Regions from separate parts of the Mus musculus genome. Here all the other regions are linked to region 5. Evidence: chromatin contacts called from public Micro-C and promoter capture Hi-C data. All regions are on one chromosome and are shown on one strand. The core of a region is the stretch at or near the end of the contact, and the rest is flanking DNA. Distances in the headings are between cores, read along the strand shown. Region 1 has its middle 27 kb from the start of Nucb2. Region 2 holds the start of Sox6os (SRY (sex determining region Y)-box 6, opposite strand). Region 3 holds the start of Rps13 (ribosomal protein S13). Region 4 holds the start of Pik3c2a (phosphatidylinositol-4-phosphate 3-kinase catalytic subunit type 2 alpha). Region 5 holds the start of Itpripl2 (inositol 1,4,5-triphosphate receptor interacting protein-like 2). Region 6 holds the start of Polr3e (polymerase (RNA) III (DNA directed) polypeptide E).

Evidence for each region. Promoter capture Hi-C pulls out the DNA fragments that hold promoters and counts their contacts. A called contact is a pair of places that touch in the nucleus more often than the background predicts.
Region 1: a promoter capture Hi-C map of pre-B cells shows a contact between it and region 5, with 2.8 times the contacts expected there. The contact joins the enhancer-like site here to the promoter of Itpripl2 in region 5. A contact is called at or near these places in 5 of 39 promoter capture datasets (the 3T3-L1 cell line, the C10 cell line, embryonic stem cells and 2 more).
Region 2: a contact with region 5 is called in a Micro-C map of embryonic stem cells, with 8 times the contacts expected there. The contact joins the promoter of Sox6os here to the promoter of Itpripl2 in region 5. A contact is called at or near these places in 2 of 39 promoter capture datasets (cranial neural crest and embryonic stem cells), 1 of 484 Hi-C or Micro-C datasets (embryonic stem cells) and 2 of 9 other capture datasets (adipose tissue and liver).
Region 3: a contact with region 5 is called in a promoter capture Hi-C map of 3T3-L1-derived adipocytes, with 4 times the contacts expected there. The contact joins the promoter of Rps13 here to the promoter of Itpripl2 in region 5. A contact is called at or near these places in 6 of 39 promoter capture datasets (the 3T3-L1 cell line, 3T3-L1-derived adipocytes, the C10 cell line and 2 more) and 1 of 115 datasets of contacts at active chromatin or transcription factors (large pre-B cells).
Region 4: a promoter capture Hi-C map of cranial neural crest shows a contact between it and region 5. The contact joins the promoter of Pik3c2a here to the promoter of Itpripl2 in region 5. A contact is called at or near these places in 4 of 39 promoter capture datasets (the 3T3-L1 cell line, cranial neural crest and hippocampal neurons).
Region 6: a contact with region 5 is called in a promoter capture Hi-C map of the 3T3-L1 cell line, with 4 times the contacts expected there. The contact joins the promoter of Polr3e here to the promoter of Itpripl2 in region 5.

What each region holds. Positions count from the first base shown.
Region 1 is chr7:116,475,554-116,479,277 of GRCm38.p6, reverse strand. No RefSeq gene overlaps it. Among named protein-coding and RNA genes, the nearest start is that of Nucb2, 27 kb to the left of the region's middle. Within about 2 kb of position 1,612, at least 51 of the 459 cell types and tissues checked have an H3K27ac peak or open chromatin away from gene starts, as enhancers often do.
Region 2 is chr7:116,030,467-116,034,810 of GRCm38.p6, reverse strand. Sox6os (SRY (sex determining region Y)-box 6, opposite strand) reads right to left here and starts at 2,832. Exons shown (of 2, transcript NR_152104.1): 1 at 2,644-2,832; 2 at 2,261-2,491. The region is part of intron 1 of Sox6 (SRY (sex determining region Y)-box 6); the gene reads left to right.
Region 3 is chr7:116,332,135-116,335,965 of GRCm38.p6, reverse strand. It overlaps Rps13 (ribosomal protein S13), which reads left to right and starts at 1,776. Exons shown (of 6, transcript NM_026533.3): 1 at 1,776-1,881; 2 at 2,018-2,066; 3 at 2,192-2,270; 4 at 2,868-3,037; 5 at 3,487-3,587. The coding sequence starts at 1,859. Snord14a (small nucleolar RNA, C/D box 14A) reads left to right here and starts at 2,709; the gene lies at 2,709-2,795. It overlaps Gm10589 (a long non-coding RNA gene), which reads right to left and starts at 1,797. Exons shown (of 2, transcript XR_869889.2): 1 at 1,684-1,797.
Region 4 is chr7:116,442,026-116,446,368 of GRCm38.p6, reverse strand. Pik3c2a (phosphatidylinositol-4-phosphate 3-kinase catalytic subunit type 2 alpha) reads left to right here and starts at 2,911. Exons shown (of 33, transcript NM_011083.2): 1 at 2,911-3,065.
Region 5 is chr7:118,490,565-118,494,907 of GRCm38.p6, reverse strand. Itpripl2 (inositol 1,4,5-triphosphate receptor interacting protein-like 2) reads left to right here and starts at 2,933. Exons shown (of 1, transcript NM_001033380.3): 1 at 2,933-4,343. The coding sequence starts at 3,574.
Region 6 is chr7:120,914,773-120,919,068 of GRCm38.p6, reverse strand. Polr3e (polymerase (RNA) III (DNA directed) polypeptide E) reads right to left here and starts at 1,291. Exons shown (of 21, transcript NM_025298.4): 1 at 1,159-1,291. It overlaps n-TLaag4 (a tRNA gene), which reads right to left and starts at 1,552; the gene lies at 1,471-1,552.

The DNA of each region.
Region 1 (3,724 bases), core at 363-2,862, 2.0 Mb after region 5:
GATTCAATCAGGAATCTGCGTGTCCAGATGCTGAAAGTCATTGTTCCCAATTGAGTTTTGATCGATCAATAAAGATGCCAACAGCCAATGACTGGGCCAGGGGCAGGATAGAGATGTACAGGTAGGACACAGGGAGGAATGGAGCCATTGGCCACTTCCCCAATTGAGCCTGGAGTAGGAGTGGAAGGTTTAGGAGTGCCCAGCCTTTGAGATAGCCAAGGCATTTAAAAAATAAGCTAGTGTGTGTGTGTGTGTGTGTGTGTGTGTGTGTGTGTGTGTGTGTGTGTGTTTCATTTGAGGATCCCAAACTAGCTTCTGGGCAGATGCACAAAGCAGTGTAGCCAAAATTCACTGCTACATGTGTCATTAGCAAAGAATCCTTCATCACGTGTCCTTCACAAGCATCACGAGCTTGCTTTAGCAGAACATCCTTTCACCTGTGTCTGCTTCAGCTAAATGTTCCTTCATGAGTCTGCCTTAGTCCTTCACCTGTGTCCACATCAGCCAAACATTTCTTCATGTGTCTGCCCCAGCAAAACACCATCCAAACGACTTTCTGACAAACCCATGAGTTTCCACTTCAGTGGAGCTTCTCTGACATTTCTAGAAGACGCAGTCTCACAGCAAACTTCCTACTACTCTGATTCTAACAATCCTTCTACCCTCCTCTTCCTTAACGATCCCCAAGGTACAGAAGCTTAAGTACAGGAGTTGTGTTGTAGTAGGCTTGGGTACCTGTGAGCTCTTGTTCTCTGCATTCCGATTGGTTGTTTTTTTCTGTAATGGCCTCTATTTGCTGCAAAAAGTTTTCTTGATGAGGGATGAGGAGGGCGCTTAATTGTGGATATAAAGACAGATGTTTAGAGTGTAGTTAGGGCATATACTGGCTTAGTAAAGTTTTGGTTGTAGGTTCTTGTCTAAGATCCATGGCTTCACTAGCTCTGGGTTGTTGGCTAGTTTCCAGAACCTGGCATGGTTTCCCTCTTGTTGAGTGGGTCTTAAGTTCAATCAGTGAGTTGTTGGTTACTGCCAAGGTGTGAGTACCACTCTTGCATAATTACAGATATTGTGGCAGATGGTGTGGATTTTTTTTTAACTCCAGTTACTGTAGAGGCATAAAAGGACAATGGACAGATGCCTGAAGGTCGTTTGCTTCACTTGTCTTGCAGCAGGCACTAAGCCAATGAGATAATGTTATTTCAAAAGAAAAGAGAAAAAAAGAAAAGAAAAATGCAGTGGATCTGAGTAACAATACCAGAGTTTGTCTAGCAAACACACACATGCACAGACCTGGGCTCATTCAGTCATTGACAGGGAACTGTCACTGTCATGGGGGTTACACACTCAAAGGCAGATGCCTCTATTTCTGTCACCTCCTTATCTGGGAGACTGGCTCTTCTTCGGGTTTCCAAGTGTACTTGAAATGTTTTCTCCGATCCTAACTAACCTTGCTTTTCCCTAGAGGCTTATGGAAGTTGTTGAAGTATCTCCAGCTCTTTAACCTCTGATTCTCAAGAGCAATCTTGTCTCTACTTTTCTCAAGGCTGAGAACTTCTGTTAACTTCCCAACAATAGCTCAGAACGCAGGCTAGTCCCGTGATCTTATTCAATCCTCATAACACACCGCAGACACATTATTCCCACTCTACAAATGAGGAAACAGAGCTGCAGTGGTGTTAGGTAACTTGTTTAATATAGATTATTTGGAAATAGGAGGCTAGAATTTGAGCTGCCTCAAAAGCCTGTGGTCTTCATCCCAGCAATATGCAAATGATCTCCTTAGCTTTTCCTTCAGACAAGCTCCAAGGCTGCCTTTCCCATTGCCGTTTTCAGTTACAGAACTGACCTGTATGCCTTCTGTGTGTAGTTCATGGGTTATGTGTCAACCTCATCAGTTTGATTGTTGTAAATTTTTATTCATTTGTTTTTTTTTTAATGTGCATTGGTGTTTTGCCTACTTGTATGTCTCTATGTGAGGGTGTCAGAGCTTGGAGTTATAGACAGTTATGAGCTTTCGTGTGGATGCTGGGAATTGAACCTGGGTCCTCTGAAAGAGCTGTCAGTGTTCTTAACCACTGAACCATATCCCCAACCTTTTTTTTTTTACTGTAAATTTATAATTATCACCAATTAACTAACATTGAAAGCTCTACCATTGCTGGGTGACTAAATCTTAACTCCGCACATGCAATTTCTGCCCTCATATTCTTCCTATAAATTACCAAGCCTGTAGCACTCACCTGTAATCCCAACACTTGGGAGGTAGAAACAGGAGAATGAAGAGTTCAAGGTCATCCTTGGTCACATAGTGAGTTTGAGGGGAGACTTGGCTGCGTGAAATGAAAAGGGTGGATGGGGTACATCCGAATGAAAGAATAGTTGAAAGAGAGAATGGTCAGTATTGTCAACTTTACAAAAGTTAGAGTACCCCAGAAGATGGGCCTCTGAGCATGCCTGCGGGGATTATTTTGAATGTCAACTGAGGTGTTGAGACCTGCCCACTCTGGGGTGGTAGTGGGGGATGTCCCATCATTCCCTAGGCAGGGATCCTGGATTGTACAGAAGGAGAAGCACTAATATGCACAAACTCTTCTGACTATGGACACAATAGGATCGGCTGATCCTGTCACTGTGATTTCTCTCTATGATACCTGGGACTTTGAGCAAAGGAAACTAGGAGAAAAGATACTTGTCACTAGAAAGCATCCACAGGATTGTCCCTTGACATTCTATGAGAAAGCAGAAGTGAAAAAAAAGAAAGCCTTGCAGCACAGGAAGTGTTCTTAGTCAACTCGTTGTGTCAGACTACAGTCCTATGGGAGCAATAGAGTTGTGGGGTTTCCTCTGCTCTTTTGACTTCCGTGGGGTTATCAGCTTGAATCAACCACCTGTGACCTACCTGCCTCCCACCAACGCTTTATAAGAAATATCCTACTGGAGGTCAGCAAGATGGCTCCCCTGACAGCCTGACCACCATGAGTTCCATCCCTGAGACAGACCACTCGGTGGAAGGGAAGAACTGACATGTTAGCTCCGCCCCAGGAAATAAGACCATGCTCACAATTTTTGAGCCAAAATTGAAGCAAGCTTTATTAAATACTGGCCAGGAAGATGGACACTGCCCAGGTCCAGGCCCTAGAATCCTAGAATGTCAGAGAATGGCCCAGAAGTATATTAGACATGGGCTTATAAAAGCAAAACCCACAGATTTCATACTTCTGCTTTCATCCAATCAGAGGCAACCAGTACTCATGGCCTTCTTAACCCTGCTCAAAGCTTCTCCTTCTTTTGTCCTTGCAGGCCAGTGGCCAACTGTCCCCAAGGATAAGGATGATCCACATCTACATAGCTCCCACCTCTGTGTGATCAAGCACATCCTGTGCAGTTGGGACCCCAAGCCTTGTTTACTGGCCTTGTGTACTATAATACATTGCTTGTTATTTTTCATGGACAGTTCCCCCCGCCCCCAGCATTCCAGGAATGTTGTCCTTGGGCAATTGGGCTTCCAGGTTAGAGGCATTGCTGTGTTATAGATCTTTTAATCATAGTAACTAAAAATTAAAACATAACTTTAGTCCTCACACAAACACATGCACACTGTGGGGCATGCTGGCAAACACACACACACACACACACAATCAATCAATAAAAATTCTATAACTTTTAGAGAAGTCCCAGGGGGAGGTAGGACTTCTTTGTATGGGCTGTGAAACATTGCTTTTGT
Region 2 (4,344 bases), core at 1,583-4,082, 2.5 Mb after region 5:
CATGCCCCTGTAGCCGTTGCTTCACTCTCTGCGTCCCGGGCGCGTTCTCTAATTCCAGTCTCTGCTCTAGCCGATCTCTCTGCCCTCCTCTCTCAGAGGCTTGCTCTTGCCTCTGCCTCCTGCTCTCCCCTCCCTTCTTCCCCGGCCCTTCCCCCTCCCTCCCAGCCGCCCCGCCTGGCTTGCTGCCTCCTTCGCCTCTTGTCTCATCTTGCCTGTGTTGTCTGGGAGGGGAGCCCTGCCTCCTCTCCCTCGCTCAGATCAATGCCCTGGCCACTCACTTTCTGATGTTGCACGACGGGAAATGCTTTGAATACTTACGACATGGCCGCTCACACTGATTGCCAAGATTGACAGCACTAACCATCGCCTTCACTTGTTTCAAGGGGGAAAGCCCCCTGTCACCCGGCTCCGCGTGCACCTCCTGGCACCCCGGCAGCAAACTTGTGCGCTCAGCGCTCCCCCCAGGGCCCGGGACAGGACACCCCCGCAGACTTGAGTTAACGGGCGGCGGGCCGGGGCCGCAGCGCTGGGGACCTGCTCCCTTGCTCCCCAGGCTCAGCTAATTGACTTAGCACCGACTCCCCTTTCTTTAATTTTTAAAATTTGTATCTTTCCCTTTTTCTTTAATGTCTTTTACTCCCGCGGCGCAGCGCACAAGGAACCCTCCCGAGAGGTACCATCCTGGAGCCCGCCCAGGTAACCGGGACGGAGCGAGCGAATTAAGAGAGCGAGGGAGGCTGAGTGAGAGAGCAGCAGTCATAGCTACCTGTTGGGGCGCCGTAGGGGGCAGGGGACAGGAGCCCCGCGTTAGGCTGGGCACTGGCCTCAGCGCCTCCCACTCCTGCCCTTCCCGGCACCTCTGGGGTTAGTTTCTCTGTACGGGGACGGCGGCTGGGGTGGGACAGCGGAGGGACGCGAGGCAGTCGAGCGCAGCCTTTGGCAGAGCCGCGGCTGGCCGGGAGGGGACTGGGAGGAGGGTGCTCGCCGGCGGGCAGGCAAGCGGGCGAGTCGAGGTAGAGAAAGGGGCCCGGCGCCGCTCCCTTGCTGTGGACACCCTGTTCCTCAGGATGCCTGCCTCTCTCGGAGAGTTGTGCCTTACTCCGGAGGCGGTGACAGATCTGCGTGGCGGGTTTCTGGTTTTCTTGCCCCCACCCCTTCCCCAAATCACTCCGAGAAAACACATGTTGTAGCCGCAGATAACTGTGCGTAGGACACCGAGGCAAAAGGGCAGGGAGAGACAGCCAAAGCCACCTTTGACAGCAGAAGTGTTATCGCCATCGCAAGTATTCGTCCGGAAATCTGTCTGCCCTCTTGGCCCACCTAATTCCTCCACCTTCGCCTCCCCAAGTAGATAATCTATAGAAGTGGGAATGAGATGAAAAAGAAGTCAGGTGGCTTAGAGAGTGAATTGTTAAGTCTCCGTAAAGTTCGAGGTAGGTATTTCATGGAAGTTCGCACAAGTGTGGGATGGAAGAAGTTGGTGTGCCTACTGTGTTGTGTTAGTGTTTCTCTCTCTCTCTCTCTCTCTCTCTCTCTCTCTCTCTCTCTCTCTCTCTCTCTCTCTCTCTCTCTCTCTCTCCTTCTCCCTCCCCCTCCCCTCTCTCTCCTCTTCCTCCCCTCTCTCCCTTTCCCTCGCTCTTTCTATTCTCCAGCTTAGGGTTCAGATGGGGCTCTTGGATGGCAATGCCCTTTGTACCCACAAGAGGGCAACATCTTGAGGGCTTTGTGAACACTGGATCTTTCATCGCGGCATGCTTGCTTGGGTTTTGAGAAAGTTTTAGCGAAACTTTCAAAGTGATATTTTATGTTATTCATAATATCAAAAAGTAAAGTCATAAAAAAGAAGAAACAAGAGAAAGGTGGAGGAGGAAAGGATGGGGAGAGGGAGAGAGGGGAGAGAGGGGAGAGGGGGAAGAGGGGAGAGGGGAGAGGGGGGAGAGGGGGGAGAGGGAGAGAGAGAGAGAGAGAGAGAGAGAGAGAGAGAGAACAGTTTAGATTGCCAGGGGAGTCTGAGCCACAGAAGGTGGGGGAGGGCTGTTGTAATTGTGGGTTTGGCCGACTGACGACTGGAGTGCCCTCTTCGGCAATCTTAGTTGTAGCCGGAGGTCATGTAAATCGACCTTAAAAGAATGCATAAGCCATAAATTAAACCCTCACCCAACGGCTGATCCATAAGTAGACAAAATCTAACCTGGACAAAACGGGCTTCCTTTAGGGCCGAGTTAACCCCTCTCCCCCAATAGAAACTCAATGCGAAGTTAGTTTTGTTAGAGAATGAATATTTTGTTTTCTTGAAAAGTGTCGATTTGCCGTGTGACTGCGCCGCCGCAGTTCTAAGAGGCGTCAGTGTTAGCCAGGCTGTGGCTCAGGGGCCGGGAGGACCCGCAGGGCTTCTGAACCTCCCCCATTTCGGACTGGGATCGTTGGCTAGTTGTGGGGTTGACGCTGGCCTAGGGCGGGCGGGACTCCAGGATCTTCGTAGCTCTCCGCGCTAGGGGTGAAATTTACCCGGAGGATTAAAGAAAACCCGGGTGGCTAGAAGCCGCGCGCTCCCTCCTCGCCCTCCACCACCGGGGCTTCCCACGACTTTCCCGGGACGCTCGAGTTCCAGTTCCCCTTGCTCCCTCCACTATTGCACTTTACTTTTAATGGTCCTCTCAGCAGTACACAAACCGAACTCCAAGGCAGTTTGCAACCCAACGGTGGTCCTTTTTGCTCAGCACGCTTGCTGCGCAGGCTGGCCCGCTGACGGCGTGGGCGAGGGACAGCCCCGTAAGGCTCGCGCGGGTTCGGCTTCCAGGTCCTCTGCGCTTCAGCCGGCACCCTCGGCTCAGAGCCTGACCCGCAACCTTCGTCCCTCTAGGCTCTCTGCCCGGCCCGCTACTGGCTGCCCGCTGCGGGCCGATGTTCGGAGCACCGGCTGGGCCCTGGGCGGGAGGCGGTGTTGGCGAGGCTCGCCTGCCCCGGGGGAGCTGCTTTCGGCTTTCTCCCTTAAAGGGCAGTACGAAGAAGGACCCGGGTTTGTGCAAAGGCTGCTGGGGCTGAACTGCTGCAAATGCAAAGGAACGGCCGGGCTCTGCGGAGGACAGACTGGCTCCGGGTCCGCGCAGCTTTAAGATAAAAAGAATTGGTGTGTTCGGATAGATAAAAGGTGGTCGTTTCCGGCGTATTATGAGTTTTATTTAAGCTTGTCTGACTCTGACCAAGTTTGAAAATGTTTGTTTGTGTGAATGACCAGTTATCGGCAGCGACTCCAGTTTGTGGTCTAAAATAAGTCATTTACTGGGCTGGCAGGGCTGCTAGTTAGCAAGATGGGCTGTTCTAGGCTGCTTCTGCGAGTTGCCTCCTGTAAGGGCCGCACTTGAAGTTTCAGTCTCAAGATAGTCCGAAACTGTCCCAGCGGCACAATAGATTGGGCTCCGGACCTCCAGTTTCAATGTCTGAGAGGGAGTTCTGGTGACTTCTCGGTCCTGGACGCTGGGCTCCAGGGTGAACTCCAGTGGCTTGGCTTTTGGCCCTCACGGAACCGCCCAGCCAGCAACCCAGTGGAGAGAATGCCCCTTCCCCCCGCCCACCAGGGTCTCCTCTCTTCTGTCCTTTGTAGTCACATGTCCGGGTTTTCCCCCTGGTCCGAGAACAGACACAGCCCCGCCCAGTCTATTTCTAGAAGGTGGGTTCGGTGAATAAAAAGGTCAAGTGGTTACGTTCCCGAGCTGGTCCACAGTGAGGGGGGACAGGACAGACACCTGGCAAGGCCCGCCCCGCCTGTCCCCCCAACCCTGGCGGGCCTGCCTGCCTGCGACTGGCCTCCCTAGGCCACATTCTTGTGTTAGGTTGGAGAGGCGAGAGGCGGTAGGAGAGGGAACCCTGAACCGGCCCAGAGCAGGCGAAGCTGATCCCGAGATGGCATTTTGTTTTGAACAGTTGGTGGGGAGGACGCTTCCTCATAAGGTAAGGTGTCAACTGGACAGTTGGCTGCCCAAATGCCACATGTATAATTAGCCTGCGTACTCAGCACCTCATCCCCAAGGCCCATAGGCACGGGCTTGGCTGACTTGAGTAGCTCAGTTCAGCTCTGGATTACAGGATTCCCAAGGGAAGCCTAACCGGCCAGGAGAGCCTGGAGAGGCCCTGGCTAGGAAGACTGACCATGAAATCTCGCTTTTGATTTTTGCCTTTTCTCCTTCTCCAGTTTTTCGTAGTTTTCAGCTAAGGGGCAAGTGCTGGTTAGGAGAAGGTACCCAACATCAGCGGCAGGTTGCAGACTGGATGGGGAAAGGGGAAACAGAACAAACCTGGCCACATCCTACCCACATGCTGCCCTGGAGAATCTGCTCAAACACT
Region 3 (3,831 bases), core at 527-3,026, 2.2 Mb after region 5:
GCAGAGGCAGGTGAATTTCTGAGTTTGAGGCCAGCCTGGTCTACCAGGTCAGCCAGGGTTATTCAGAGAAACCTGTCTCAAAAGCCAAAAAGGAAAAAAAAAAATGTGCTTGGAATGAGTAGAAATAAGGGCAAAGTGGAAGGACATGAGGCCAGGGACTTGGGTTTTATTTCAAATACATGGAGAAAATATAAAAAGAGAGCCCCTGAGATGGCTCAGTAGCCAAAAGTGCTTGCTGTGCACTGACAACTCTAGTTTGATATTCAAAGCCAGGTAAAAAGATGAAAAGACTACACAAGGTTATCCTCTTACCCCATATTCACACAGTAAAAGTCTTTAAAAACAATTTAGATCTTCCAGAGGTCCTGAGTTCAATTCCCAGCAACCACATGGTGGCTCACAACCATCTATAATGGGTTCTGATGCCCTCTTCTGGAGTGTCTGAAGACAGCTACAGTGTACTTATATTAAATAAATAAATCAATAAATCAATCTTTAACACACACAATTTAGAGGGATTTACAAAGAGACCACTAACCACTAGGCAGACAATGGATTGTATACATAATGGGACACCACTTAAGCTGCCTGAGAGATGATGGATAGGATTGGGGTACCCGTGGAAACAATGAAGTATTTGATACGTTTCTGTGGTGAGATGTGTTGGAGTGACTCGTGGAAATGAGAAAGACTATTGAACCCTAAATTTGTATTCGGACAAATGTGTTAGAGTGAAATGAAGTATTCTTGCTTAGGGATTGCGAATTGAAGCCAAGCTTGATGTTCGGATCACATATCTGGGCTAAAAGTGTGAATCTGGTTAATTAATCAAATACAACTTTGCCAGGAAATAAATACAAATTTGGTTCAAGTTCCCAATGTTTTGGAAAACGTAATTCAACTAGTAATGGGTTAAAAGAACGCAGCTGGGCATGATGGCTCAAACCTTTCATCATCATTTCAGCATTTTTTTAAGAGACAGAGGCAGAAAGACTTAACGTGTGTTTGAAGCAAGCCTGGTCTACAAGGCGAGTTCCTGAACAACCAAAACTACATTGAGGGACCCGGTCTCAAACACAACAAAAAAGAAAACTGGATCAGTATTTCAGTACTGTTTCAAACCTCTCACGCTTCACTTGTCAACAGGGTCTTGTAGATCTGAGTTTCTTGGGTCCATGTCTTTGTTGTTTTTTGTTGCATTTACAATAAATTGTTATATTCACCCATTCTTCGAACGCTCTGTGGTGAACCGGACTAGGACATCCTTAAAAGACCAACTCCCGGGGTAGTCCCTTTCCCCCTCATCTTCTCGAAGCTTCTTTCCTCGTTCCCAACTCTTCTCCGACGGGGGTGAGCGGTTCTGCGCTCCGACCTGTGTAGAAAAGGCGCGCAGACAGGAGGACAGACCCGGGCGGGGCTCGGAAGCCTAGAATTAACGATCTAGAGAGAAGCGCCGGCTGCACCTAGGCTTTGCGATCATCCCACACCGCACGAGTTCGGGGCTGCAGAGGGAGCCCTGAGAAACCCGCAGCTTATCCAAATCCTTCAGCCCAGGACTCGAGCACGCCCTAGGTCCCCTCAGATGCGACTTCCGAAGAGATGTTAGAGACAGACTTGCTGCTCTGGCTAAGAGCAAGACTAGAGACAAGAGTTCAAGGCGTAGCAACCCAGCCATACACTTACCGCCTCGCCGCCATGCCTTCTGGGACGCGTAGTCTCCCGGGCTCCGGTGGCCACACTATGTAGCCCCGCCCCCGCGCGAGAGCAAACGTCGGTGAGTGGCGTCACTTCCTGTGCGGCTTGATTTCCTGTGCCGTTTCCTACCTCGTTCTCTCTTTGCTGCCAGACCTCCGCCATCATGGGTCGCATGCACGCTCCCGGGTGAGCCCGCGGCGCCGACCTTGGTTGCGGGGCTGGGGCGCGGGGCTGAGAGAGGAGGATGCGGGCTGCGGGTGAAGGGACAGTGGGGCTGCTTGGGGCGCGGGCCGCCGCTTTACTTCCTATCTTCTGTTTTCAGGAAGGGCCTGTCCCAGTCGGCGCTGCCCTACCGCCGTAGCGTCCCCACGGTGAGTAGAGGCTGAGGGTTGGAGGGCGGCGTGGGAAGCGATCGGTGCGCGGGAGGATGGGACCCGAAGTGGAAGGTTGCCGCCGTGCTCTCTCATCCTAAGGCCGATTTCTCTTCCATCTGTAGTGGCTGAAGTTGACGTCTGACGACGTGAAGGAACAGATTTACAAATTGGCCAAGAAAGGCCTGACTCCCTCCCAGATAGGTGAGTGTTGATGTAATCTCTTCCTTCTGCTCTCGAGAAACAAATGTGTCTAGTCCGTATGTTAAAAAGGTTCCTCCTGCTTCCACAGCGGAGCAAGGGCTGTCTGGGATTGAGTCACATCTAACTGAATTGATTCTAAGCTGCTCTGACTTTGTACAAATGGGAAATAACTCGTTTCTGGTAGCTTGGCTTCTGAGTCTGGGAATAACTGCTCATCGGAGGAAAATATCCTCTTTAGGATATAAAAAGTTCGCTAGAAATATGCAGAAAAAATCATGTGAAATGGGCTCAGCTGATCTGAAGTAATTTGAGGTTTAAAAGCAATAACATGCAGTTTTAAAGATAGGTACAAATAAATGTTGGGCTGCTTTTAAGTTAATACTAAATATAAAGGTAGAAGTCACATTGTTTCCTCTGGTCAGATGTATTCTGGCAAGCTCACAGTGATGATGGTGTTCCAACATTCGCAGTTTCCACCAGAAGGACTTTCCATGTTGGGTTGACCTTCCTTGGATGTCTGAGTGAGCTGGAAATTTGGAGTTTGGCTGTTAGGGTTTTATCGCATGTGTGTGTGCTTGAGTGTGTTTCTCTTTTCAGGTGTAATCCTGAGGGACTCACACGGGGTGGCCCAGGTCCGTTTTGTGACTGGAAATAAAATCTTGAGAATCCTCAAGTCCAAAGGCCTTGCCCCTGACCTCCCCGAGGATCTCTACCATTTGATTAAGAAAGCTGTTGCTGTCCGAAAGCACCTTGAGAGGAACAGAAAGGTAAGGCGGACAACAAACCAGGTGTTGTGTCGAGACACTTGCGCTGCGGATCTTCAGAGGGGAGAACGCACTTGAGTCCTCTCAGGTGGTTCTGGGTGCTGGCTAATAGTCAACATGATAGTTTCCTAGAAATAGGTGGTTTGATTTTTAGCTCCCCTAAACTATTACATCCAGTTGGTCCCAGGTGCTGGGGCTTTTGTGTAGGTTTGTGGCTATGGGCCTTATTCTAGGAGTTTAAATTGCCTCTGTGGATTTGGTGATGCATGCCCTTAATTGTTGGAGTTTGAGACCAGCCTGGTCTAACACATTGTAAGACAACCAACTTATTCTGTATAATAATAAGATACCCTGCCTCCTTAAAAAAATTGCCCTAAGAACTTAACCTAACCATAGAAGCTATTTAGTTTCTTTACTTGTTGGTGGTTTTCTTAAATCTCTTTTATTTCTAGGATAAGGATGCTAAATTCCGCCTGATTCTGATAGAGAGCAGAATTCACCGATTGGCTCGATACTATAAGACTAAGCGGGTGCTCCCACCTAATTGGAAATAGTAAGTATATGGTTTTTGGTTGGCAAATCAGCTAGATGGTAAATAATGAATAGTGGTAGGCATTTTGCCTTTTTGGCTAAGTGTCAGTTCATCTCTGTCATAGTAGTGGGGAAGCTTGCATGGATGATATATAATCACATGACAGTGTTCTCTTGAAATGTTACCTAAGCCAGGCATGGTGGCGCACGCCTTCAATCCCAGCACTCAGGAGGCAGAGGCAGGCAGATTTCTGAGTTCAAGGCTA
Region 4 (4,343 bases), core at 1,662-4,161, 2.0 Mb after region 5:
GTGGTCAACACACTCTACAGAAGGTCAGGGCTCAGCATATGCTCCCTCAACACCCAGTCCCCTTTTTGGATTAAGGCAAGCATTGATTCCTTTCACAAACTTTTATGGTTTACAAATTCACTATTCTGAGTGTCACTTATCCGTGTCAATGTTATTTGCCATAGTTGATGATTTCTAAGGAGTCTAGAGTCAGGATTGGAACCCGGAGTCTTATACATCGGAGGCAAGTGATAGGCCACTGGGGTACATCTATTTTTGGACATAAGAGTCTCACTGTGTGGCCTAGTTATTCAACTCTGTCCTCTACTTCCCAAGTACTGGGATTATAGGTGTGGGTCACTGTGCTACTCAGAGACTCCATATACATGCAAAGGATTTATTTGGTCAACTTGGTGATCTACTTGCCTTTGCTGAGTGCTGGACTTCCAGGGGTGCACAACCATGCCTAGTTATTGATGGCCTTTTAAAGCTCTCCTGTTAAAATTTAAGGGCAGTGAGAGGGTTAAAAAGGTTGGGCTAAGTAGTAAGATCTGGGTTTGGACTCTTTTTTTTTTTTTTTGGTTTTTCGAGACAGGGTTTCTCTGTGTAGCTCTGGCTGTCCTGGAACTCACTTTGTAGACCAGGCTGGCCTCGAACTCAGAAATCTGCCTGCCTCTGCCTCCCGAGTGCTGGGATTAAAGGCGTGCATCACCCTGGACTTTTATTTAATAGCTGGGTGGCCTTTGGAAAATTGCTTTTCTCTCTGGTCCTCAAAGTGCTCAAGTATAAATCAAGGACATAATGGCCCCTTTTCATTCAGGTTGTGGGTGGGATTCAGTAATGCAATTCAAAGAACAGGGTCTGGTTTCAGGAAATGCTCCATAAATGTCAGCCATTCTTTTTATATATGGTAAAAGAGAAAGGGTCCCTATTTCGTACTTGGTACTGGAAGAAGTTTGGGGGTATTGGCTATGCCATGAAGTTCTCTGTGGGAAGTTATGGTTGGAGCAGTTTAAATGTAATGCAACCCCTTAATTCTTTTTTTTTTTTTTCCTTTTTACTATCAAGTCTTAAAATTGAAGCCAGTAGGAGAAAGTAGCTGTTAGCTAGTGTCTAATCGGTCTCAAAGGACAGCAAGCATGGTTTGCACTTTCTTTACAAGTCTGTTCACATTGTTTAACAACCATCGGCAGGCACCACTGCCAGGCAGAGGAGGGGCTGAGAGGGGGCTCCTAGCCCAGCTTCTTGACACCTAACAATTTGCAATTGGAAGCTACCTAAGTCTTCAGCTTCTCAGTCTACTGCACTTCCTACCTGTGGGGCCATACAAAAGCCACAATAAATGAGAAAGCCAGAATTTCAACAAGGATTTGTTTGAGTCAAACCAGGGAGGGCATAAGCTACCAGGGACCAAAAGAAGATAGTTCCCTTTCTCGATCAGAGAGATGAGAGAGAGAGAGAGAGAGAGAGAGAGAGAGAGAGAGAGAGAGAGAGAGAGAGAACACCAAGTTATCTTCCCATAAGACTCAGTGTTTTCTTTTCTTTCCTAAAGGCACACTCTGTTTTCCAGCAGAAGGTAGGAAGCCAGTCCTGAGAGAATTCCTTTTCCTCACCCTTTTAAATCTTGAGGAAGAGCTGCCAAGTGTATAAATTCCTCCTTTGATGAGAAGATAAAGCAGAACAATGCTGTAGAGCTGAGCAGATTCCTAAGGGACATTCTTCTGGGGTGTGTAAGCTTGCGTGGAGGTGGGGCTAGTAGACAGCTAGGGGCTGGGAGGGAGGGTGGTACAGCCAGAAGTTGCTCCTAGACTTCTCCCTAGAATAGCCTTTCCTTTTGCTTTCAGCTAGTGCTGGAGACTAAACCTACTTAGGTGCACTACCACTGAGCTAGGTTTGTTTGTTTGTTTTTGGAGACAGGTCCTGAACTGCTGAGCTTTAGAGTAATCTCCTGTCTTAGCTTCAGCTTGGACTACAGGAAGATGCCACATTCTCATATTCCCTTCCCTGCCCTCCTTCCCTGCCCCCTTCTCCCGCTTCCCCTTAAAGCAGAACTTCATCCAGCCTCTAGAAGTGCAAGCGTGTTTATTTAAACCAAAAGGATCAGAGGTCTCTCCTCCCTTACTAAAGGAAAGGGGGAAATGCTGGGAATACACTTCGAAATCCCAAAACCCAAGCAGACTCTGCCAGTTTACGTTGCCATTCCTCTCCTCCGACAGTTACCGACAGTCGTCTTTTGCAATCTGTAAAACGGGAATAATTCTCCCATCTGCTTCACAGTTTTGAATCAGACAACAGAGCGCTAAACTCTTTACAAGCCCAATTGCAGTCCGCGCTCACGAGAAAGGTATGATTACTATGGGGCCTGGGTGTGATGTCTGGCCGAGCGCTGTTATTACCGGGCTAACCTTGCCCACCTGGCCGCGGCGGGGCTGTCAGCAAACACCAAGGCGAGAACGCCGCACGCACGCATCCAGCCCTTTCCAGGGCCCACACGACGAGCTAATGCAAACTTCGAAGCACCTGAACGTCCGCGAGAGCTCGCCGACCGCTGGAGGGAATGAAAGATTTCGTCTTGACTGTTCTTTTCTGTCTTCCAAACCAAGCTAATCTCTGGGCGGCCTGGGGCCAAAACCTCAAACCAGGCAACCGCAAGCCAGAGATCAGAGGCGCGCGGTGCTGGGACAGGGCCCGGGAACAAAGGGCGCTTCGGAGCTCGAGGCCGGCCAGGAGGAGTCCCGGGGTAGCCTCCCCGAGAGGCCCCCGGCCGGCCGCGCCTAAGACACCCATTCCCCGGGGCAACCACACTCCATCCCGCAACCTCCCCGCTGCTGCCTTTCAGGCTCCGCCTGCGCCCCGCCCGCCATCTCAGGTAGGCCATCCGCGTCGGCCAATCGCAAGGCGCTCAAGTACGGGGGCGGTGCTTGCACCATCGGAAGTGACGTGCAGAGCTCGGCTGGCCGCGGAGTCAGTCGAAGCTCTCCTCAGCGGCCGGCTGAGCCAGCTGAGGCGGGAGAAAAACATGGCTCGGACCTTGGAGGGCGCGAAGGCTCGGGTTGCGGTGAAGACCAAGACTCCCGCAGCGTGAGGTGAGGGGCTGCCGGTGCGTGCGGAGCGGGACCTGGCTCTGCGCAGCCGCCGAGGGACTCAGAGGGGAGGGACCCGGCCGCCGTGCCCCTTGGTCACTCCATCCTCTCTGACTCCTTCCTCGGGGCCCCGTCCCCCACCCGACGGTCGCCAGCGCCCCGCGCCAGGCCCCTTTGTCGCGGGCCGCCGGACGCTGCTGTCCCTCGGGGGGCGGGGGAGGGGAAGCCACCCCACGGTCCCCCGGGACAGCGAGGGAGCCGCGGTGGCGGTCCCAGGCTCCTGTCCCGACTGTTCTGGAGAGTGGCTGTTGAACTTCTGCTATGGCCTCTTCCTTCTCCTCTCCCAGCTCGGTTTTTAGAGCCTCGGGTGGTTCTTTTTCTTCTGAGACCCTTCACCTCGTTACCTTAAAACAAAAATCCAGAAACTGCTTGCTTTGGGAACGCAATGATATTTGTGTATATTTAGTGCATCATCTTTCTGCTAGGGCATTAAAGTAAGAATATTTAACTCTTCCTGCGTGACTGAGGAACAAGGAATAATTGAAGAGGAGGGGAGTGTATACGGTAGTTCTTTCACCGTGTTGTCCTGATAGAAGGTGAAGTCCTAATTAGTATATTTTTATTTTAGCCAGTGGGTGTTTGAATTCAGTGACACGAAGGAAGCATCCCTGTTTGAACAAGATTACTTCTTAAAAAGTATCCCTAAATCTTTCCAGGTAGGTGTCAGGAAGAATACTGCCTTCGGGGCGGGGGGCGGGGGGGGGGGGAGATCACTGAATGTGGTACATCTCAAGCCAAGGACAGAAAATAAAAGGCTATTCTTAGGGGGTTGGTGAAGTAGTGTTCGGGAAGAGAGGCTGCGCAGAGGTCCTGGAACACTGGTTCCAGGGAAGACTTTGTACTCTTGCCTCCCTGATGGTTCTTTCTCCACGAGAAACTGTTAAGTAGCTCTGCTGTAATTGGAGTTGGTTATTCAAGGTTACAGACCACGCTGAAGTGCCTTGGTTGAAATTTTCAAGTTTTTGAAACTGCCTGCAAGTTTGGCATTCAGTGTTTTGAATACTGAAAAGCATTGTAACTGAGAGAGAGATATTTGTTAACTCAAACTTAGTTTCAAAGTGATTTTTAACATAGATACATAATAAATACAGCACCTCCACAGATTCCCATGGGTGCTGGCGGAATTCATATTGAAAGCAGTTTGTCTTGTAAAAACCTCCGTTGTCTTGGGCATGGTGGTGCACCCTATAATTGCAATGCTTGTCTGCACTGCAGAGCTCT
Region 5 (4,343 bases), core at 1,684-4,183:
CCCTGTATCCTATGTATGGTCAGTCTTCCCTTGGTGAGGAGTGTGAAGCCAGCCATCCATGTCTCATCACAGATTCTATCAGATTAGGGGCCCATCATTACAACCTCATTTAAACATAGTGAATTCCTCAAAGCCCTGTCTCCACATGGGCATCTTGGGGGCTGGGCTTGAACATAGAATCTGGAGGTGAAAGCACAATCCAGGGGAGGACTGTCATTGCCTTTCTTACTTGGTCACTCTTCACACATGACCTGGCAGTATCCCAAGGCATAGCACTGGTCACAACTTTTGGGGAAGCAAGACACTTTTTTCCTTCGAACCCAGAAAAATGTGCAGCTAGGCTAACCCTTGGCATACAGAGGTGACCTGTCAGAGCCCAGTCCATTAGGAGAAAACAGAGCTGAGAGGCAGAAGGGAAATAGGTACATGTGGACTTACTGGACCTAGATCCAGCTTAACCTGAAGTAGGATCTCCTTGGATTCCTCCATTACCTTGACGCCACACATTTTCCCTTAAACCATGTCTGGCTGTATTTCTGTCCCCTTCATCTTGTTAGCTAGTCTGTACTTTCTTATCTAATACACATTCTGGAAAAGTCGGCCTCTTGGAATCCATCCCTGTCACTACCCAATAGGCGCATGAACAAAGTGGCCGTGGTGGCGGAGACGCAGGTTGTAGAGGGGCTCAGCAAAACAGACTTTCACTCACAAAGCCTGACCTGGCTACGGGTGTTGCTGAGTGCCAGATCTACCCACAGCAGAGACCAACTGATATGATACCGTTCCCCAGGAATGAAGGTATGGTCACTCCTCCAGGAAAAGAGCCAAGACCTGCTGAAGTGCTTACTGAGACTGGAGGAAATACAGAATATCAAGGAAGGTAGTTATACATACCAGCTAAGGCCACGTGACCAGCTGCAGACACGATTATAATGGACACAGTGTTTCTGTCGTATTTTGCTAAGAATGTGAACACATATGAACATATACACTAAGCAGACATTTTGCTTTCTTCCATTTCTCTAATGTAATATAACATAGGTTGAGATAATATTAGTGATTATTATCATATTTACGTCATGAAACTCTAAAAGACTAAGCATCCCTCAAGGGACATTGCCATCTAGTCTAAAATATATAACTAATTAGTGATTGTATGTGGCTAGTTATATCATGTTGGGCAGAATTATGACCTAGTTATTGTTTTTATTTGGAAGTTAAGGGTGATATAAGGCAAGGTGACTGTGTGTCAGGTTGTCAAGGGGTGGATGTGTGGTGGTAAATCTTGGTATCAACTTAAACACAAGGGGGGCACCTTGTGAGGACACCCTAGGAATCCTCTGGACTCTGGCAACAGCATACATGGGATCTAAAAATAAATCCAGTGGCTGGGGAGATGGCTCAGTCAGTATAACACTCGCCTCACAAGCACGAAGACCCTTGTTCCATCCACAGAACCTCTGTGAGGAGGAGGCAGGTATGGAGGAGCAGCACACGATGGCCCGAATGTGAAACTCCAGCACTGGGGAGGTAGAAACAAGCCAATGCCTGGAGCTGCTGGCCACCGAAACAGCAACCTCAGGTTCAGTGAGACACCCTGTCTCAAAACCCAAGGCGGAATAGCACCCAAGGAATGACACTGAGGAATAACACCCAAGGTTAACTTATGGCTTTCACATATAAATGTGAGTGAACACACACACACACACACACACTTCTGCTTAGCCTGACTAGTTCAGTCAGGATCTCCTGGACTAATGCTGGGATGACCCTCTATCCTGGTTCTATGGTTGGGATCCCATATGCTCTAAGTCATTTACCCTTGCTCCCCTTATACAGCAGCAAGGTGTAATAAGTGTGAACAAATACAGACGACTATTCAAATACATTCAAATTGTTCCTGGGACTTTCGTGTTATGAAAAAGCGCAGGCTTTCCAGGTTTGTAAGAGTCCTCACAAAGGACTCAGAAAAAAAAAAAATGCCCAAAGGACACATGGACCTCTTCCCTGGCCACCCTGCCTTCTGACTCCTCTAGATGGAAGCACAGCTCTGCAAAGGCTGTGTGACTTTGGGTGATCTTTGGAACCTGGCTGGACTCTAGTATCAGAAAATCTGAGAAGATACTACTTATTGGCAATAGATATTAGCACTAAGGTCTTATCAGTATGGATTAGCATTAAAGTACAGAGTAAGTATGTACCATGTGACTGATGCAGGTATAAGGCAAACCAAAACCAAAACACAGTTCTTTCTTTCTTTTCTTTCCTTTTTAAAGTAAGTGTGTGTGTGTGTGTGTGTGTGTGTGTGTGTGTGTGTGTGTGTGTGTGCTTGCATATACGAGGAGGTCAGAGGGTAGGTAACTTGCAGAACACTTCTCTCCCTCCACTATGCAGGTTTGAGAATCAAACTCAGGTGGTGAGGCTGGGCATCAAACCTGTCTCCTGTCCTGCAAAAACTATCATTATCGCTTTGCACCAGCTCTCCCAGGTCTCAGATCCAACACTACCTCGTCAGACACCCTACAGTTTGGGGCAGGACTCTGAGGATCATCCTTTGGAAGATCAACCTGTACTCCTTCATTCAGCTTCCTTTCAGAACATCTGCTGGTGGGAATCTTTGTTTTTGAGACAGTCTATGTAGCCCAGACTAGTCTTGAACTCATGACTCCAGCCTCGGGATCAGAGGCAGTCATCACCACCCTTCTCTGTTCGTAGTCCCGTTTTACCAGACTGTGAGCTTGAATAACAGGCAAGAGAACCTCCACACTATCAACTGCATTCCCAGCCCTTAGGCTCCTGTCTAGTGCTTAGTAGGTACTCTACAGAGGTTTACAAGACAGCACAGCGGCAGACAGCTAGGGGCCACTTCCGCCCGAGCCTGCCACGCCGCCAGCGGGACTCGTTGGGGGTGGGGCCGGGCGAAGGGAGGGCCGGGCGGTGGGGCTGCAAGCCTTCCTCCAGCAACTTCCCAGTAAGTGCGGGATCAGATGCAGCCACCGCCCCGGAACCAGGCCTTCCCCGTTCTGCCTTCCAGGAGGGGGCCCAGGAGTAGCCCTCGGGAGTGCAGTCTCCCGCAAGTCCCGAAGTCCCTCTGGCCACCCGACGTCGAACCAGGCGGAGGCTGGGAGGGGGCCGCCCTCCCCGCGAGGCTCCAGACTCCGGCATTTCCTCCCGGCTGCCCGGCGCGGCCTTCCCCTCCGAAAGAAGAAAATCCCGGGACCCGAGTAACCCGGCCGATCGCCCCTGTGCACAGCTGTGGCGGAGCCAGGAGGGCCGCCCAGGGTAGGGTAGGAGTCCGGGGCAGAAGCCAGCCCAGGGCAGCGCGGCTGGGACTGAGCGGGACAGGGACAGGGCGCGGTCAGGGGCCGGAGCGAGCTGCGCGGGCGGCGCCTGGAAGGGGAACTTGAGCTAAGAGTGGAGGCAGAGCAGCGGGGCTGCTGGCCCCGGCGCTGCGAGCGGGGAGCCTCCTTCAAGGCCAAGGACACGGGGGCCTCGGGGCCTCCGGGACGCTGCGCGCATGCTGGGCAGGGGACACCACCCGGGCTCGCGCCCTGGGCCGCCCGGTCTCCCGGCATGTCCGTGCGGTACACGCTCAACCTGCGGGTCTTCTGGCCCTTGGTGACCGGGCTGTGCACGGCGCTGGTGTGCCTCTACCATGCCCTACGCAGCAGCGAGGATGCCCGGGCCGAGTCCCCCGACGGCGCAGACAGCGGTTTCCCGTTGCTCAAGGTGGCCATCCTTCTTCTCCTCGGCTACATCCTCCTACGATGTCGCCACGCCATCCGCCAGCGCCTGTTGCCAGGCTCTTCCCGCCCGCGTGGTCATGCCAACTTCTCAGCCAGATCCTTGCAAGAGCCAGGCCTGAGCATCTTACTGGAGAGTTACTATGAGCACGAAGTGCGCCTGTCGCCGCATGTGCTAGGTCACAGCAAGGCACATGTGAGCCGGATTGTGGGGGAACTAGTGCAAGCTGGCCGGGCCCGAGGGTCTCCAGGCCTCATCACCGGGGGAGCACTGGCTTTGGCCTTCCGGGGAGACTTCATCCAGGTGGGCAGCGCCTATGAACAGCATAAAATCCGCCGACCCGACAGCTTCGACGTGTTGGTGCCACTGCGACTCCCGCCGCAGGTGGCGCTGGAGCCGCGGAGCCTGGGGACCGAACCCTCGCTGACCCCAGCCTTCCGCAGCTGCTTCGTGTGCGCCCTCAAGGCACCACCCTCGCCATCGGGGGCCTCGACGGGCCAGTGGCATCGCGACTGCAAACCCTTCGCTGAAGGCTTCTGTGTGGATGTGCAGGGCCGTCGCCACCTCTCAGCTACCCTGGTACTGCGCTGGTTCCAGGC
Region 6 (4,296 bases), core at 42-2,541, 2.4 Mb before region 5:
TTTTAAAATTAAAAAAAAAAAATCACAGTTCTTTCTCCCAAATATTAATGATGCCAGGCATCAATATAGTACCAAATAATACTCTTCTCATTAGCTGTGCAAATCAAAATTTATAGTGCCCAACTTCGAATTGGTTTACCCAAGGTCACAGCCCCCCAAGAAAACAGGTAAAGAAATCCAAATCTAGCTGATGCCAAGAGCCTTGGTTTTATTCTTAACTAACATGCTGCACATCTCTTTGGTAAAAGGCAGTATGGTGTAGTGGTTAAGAGGTTGGACTGCCGTGCAAAACCTTACAGGTTCAAATCCTACCTCTTCAATATAGCAGCTGATTAGCGACGTGAATTGCATAACCCTGGGTCCTTTCCTATTTTAAACCACACACCGGCTTCAAAGGGATAAGGCGAACCTAGAAGGACTGTTGCTACGTGGCAACATGTTTTCTTCCAATATAAGACCGAACAAGACAGCCACAAATGAAAGAAGCAGGAGTGTCACCCATCTTACACTCATTAAAACACCGTAGCACGGGAATCATATCCCCATTTCACAGATAAAGGTATGATCTTATCTTTTCGCTCCCAAACCCAGGAACTCTAAAACAATATTCCAGGATGACCCGGTATGTGCACCATCCCCCGTTACTGGAAGGTCCCCGGGTCCACGAAGCAGTCGCCACTCTGCTTAAACACAGATCAATGAATGAGGCGTCCCGGGCCCGCTCGGGCTAAGCAGAGTTGACCAGGTTCAACGACCCCTGCCCATGCAGGCGGCCCCGAGTCCAGTGGCTTTCTCCATGTCGCCGGTGCTCAGGCGCCCTTCCCACTCTTCCGAAAGCCGCCACGCCACCGGGCACCAGTGCCCTCGCAGGTGCGGTTCGGGAGCCAGGCCCGGGCGGGGCAGCGCGGCCGAAGCCTGAGTCAGCGCGGGCCGCACCGCCGTCGTCTCCCCACCGTCCAGCCGAACGGAGCGACCCAGGCCCGGGGCGGCCTGGAAAGCCGGGCGGCCACCTTGCGCCCTGCCCTGGTCCCGGGAGGCCGCGGCCCCTCGGCACGCAGCGGCGGGGGCCTGTCTGGCCTAGTCAGCAGCGCGGCCCGGAGCACCGAGCGAGTGCGACGGCTGCGACCCGGATCCCGAGGCTGCCGAGTCGGGGCTCACCTCTCCGCCGGGGCCGCGCGCGGGCGGCGGAACGGCCCAGGGACCCGCGGGCTGCAGAGACGGCGGCGGCCGGGTCTTCTATCAGGCAGCGGCCATGTTCCTGCTGGAGAAACTCCGCCGGACACGTGGGGGGAGCGGGGCCGGCCCTCGCGCTTCCTCTTACCCACAATGCCCCGCCCCGGCGCGCGCGGGACCGCCCCTTCGGCGAGCTGCTCGTGGTGCAGAGAGCGCACATCGACAGCAGGGGTCGCCGCTGCGCTCGCAGAAGGAACCTAGAGCGAAAGACGCTGAGACAAAAGAAAAAGCCTGCCTTGGCAGCGGTGGGATTCGAACCCACGCCCCCGAAGAGACTGGAGCCTTAATCCAGCGCCTTAGACCGCTCGGCCACACTACCCAGCTGTTGACGTCGTTTTCTAAGAAGCTACTTATTGGATTGACACGTATATTTTCTTTCGATTCTTGGAGTTATATTTATTTATTTTATTTCCTGCCGATAGAAATTGCCATAAACAATATTATCATCATGCCACTTATTGAAATAAAAGTATTTAGATGCAAGCTTGTTCCAAATAAGTTTTAAAGCAAAGGATAGTTTATTTTGCGTTCTGAGTCAGTTGGTTAAGGTGTCAGGTTAAGCCACTCAGACACTCAAAAACCCGAATTCGATGTCTGGTTCTGTCAGTAACTTTCACCAAGCTCTCAGAGCTGAACTGTAACCCCAGGTCTGCAGAGTTCTATCTGAAAATTTACGTGTTTAAATTTTTAGTACACAAACAATTTTAAAACTTTGCAGATAAAATATATTCTTTGTAATATTCAAAATAAGATTCTTCGAGCTTTGACTTGCTCTAGTTTCCTAGTACCCAGCATTATTGGCTGATTGTACATCCTTTCTGCTCTTTTGCTGTCAATGTTTATCTCCATAGAAAATAGTTTTGTTCATATTGTGAATGGGTTGGTATATAAATATTAACACAGTAACACATAGAGATATACAGCTGGCTGGTTTTTCACTATACTTTTGATTTATTTTCTGTTTTGCTTTTGTTTTTAACCAGACTTTATTTTTAAGTATCTTTGCATGTTAATATGCCCATACAGACTTTTACGTTTACTTTATTTATTTGTTTGGGAGTGGGGAACGGGCGGGGGCGGGCCGTGGAGGTCAGAGGACAACTTGCCTGATGAATAAGTTCTTTTGTTCCACCCTGTGGGGGCGTCTTAGGTTGTCAGGCTTCGAGGCAAGTGTGTTTACCTACCTTCTGACCGAGCTATCTCACCAGCCCTAGATATTTTAAAACACTGAAAAAGATGAAAAAAAAAATAGTCACACACACCCCATATTTCCACCACCTAGAATTAAACTCATTTCTGCATTTACATTTGAACATGCATACATATTCATTTGTTGTTTAAACTAAGGTTCACAATGCCCAGGCTGGCTTTGAACTACGTGCATTGATGAGTTTGAATTTCTGATCCTCCTGCCTGCACTTCCTAAGTACCAGAATTACAGCCTTGCACCTGGCCAATATGGCATTTTGCTTCCAATTATTTTCTTGTGTACATAATTTTTATTAAAAGTTACACAAGTAAGGCCTTCGAAATGGCTAAGCGTGTAAAAGCATGTAAAAATCCCTGGGACCCACATGATAGAAAAAGAATCATCCACAAGCTGTTCTCTGTCACACATACTCACACGATAATTAAGTAATTAATTAATTAAGTAAGATACACAGGTGATAAATGTAATGTACACTTTAAAACTGTGTCTTAAAATATGGGCTAAGAGATGGTAAGCACACTCCTTTAGTACCAGCACTTGGGAGGCAGAGGCAGGTGGATCGCTAAGTTGAAGGCCAGCCTGGTGTACAGATGAGTTCCAGGACAGCCAGGGCTAAACAGAGAAACCCTATCATGGAAAAACTGTGTGTGTGTGGGGGAGGGGGTGGGGTGGGGGGTCTGTGTGTATATCTGTGTGTGTCTGTCTGTGTGTGTCTGTGTGACGTAATGGTGCATATCTATGGTCCCAGCCATCAGGAGGCAAATGGCAGAAGTTTTTAGCAGATTTGAAGCTAGCCTGGTCTACACGGTGACAGACTATGCTCCAGGCTAGACTGGTCTACATGGTAGAAGTGTGTTTCAGGCCAGTCTACATAGGACTACATAGGATATTCTGTCTCAAAACAAAAATAAACAAAAATTTAACAATATCCTGGACTATGAGAGTAAAGTCCACCACATTTTTAAAAATCCTCTCACAAGCACCCTTCCAGTTTACAAATAATATGAATTTGACATGTATCCTTCTAATAATTTTGAAAACTACATGCATAAATCCATGAGCAATATAAAGTGTGCTTTTCTGTGTTATCACAGGATACCAACACCTTGTTAAAACTTTTCTCCCATATTATGTTTTTGAGATCTATTATATTAGTCCATGCTATAAATAAACAATACTTGTTTCTAACTTTCAATATGGAAGGAAATACCCCTATCTGTGGCTTCTACTTTATACATGAATTTTCCTCCGTGTTTTCTACCAGAAATGAAACTCCCAAAGCATATGTTCACTTCCTTTTCTTGACCGGAGGTAGAAGGGGATGAGACAGGGTCTCTTTACATGATTCTCGATAACTTAGAACTCCATGTTGGCCTGGAATTCAGTGAGACCCCACTGTCTCTGCCTCCTGAGCACTGGCATTAAAGGCGTGTGTCACCGAAACTCTCAGGTTATTCATTCTTTCTGAGTCATTTTTGGTATTCTGGAATTTGAGACAAAGCAAAGCCATTCACTTGGCTTTTCACACTTATTACCATGAAAATCTGAGCTCTCCCTCACGTGCACTGTGCCTTTCGTTATTGTCCTCCCTCTCCCTCTCCCTCTCCCCCTCCCCCTCCCCCTCCCCCTCCCCCTCCCCCTCCCCCCCTCTCTCTCTTGCCTTCCCAGGAGTAACTCAGCTCAGAGCACTGACCCAGCCAGTACTCAGCCCTACTTGCTGGGTAACCCTGCACCTCAGCTCTCCAGATATGCCCCTAGCAAGTCACACAAATGTCATTTGGGGTTGGCACGATCTTGAAATGTGGGCATTTTATAGTTTTCTTCCCCTAAGTCCTCTTGAGTCTGCTGCTGAG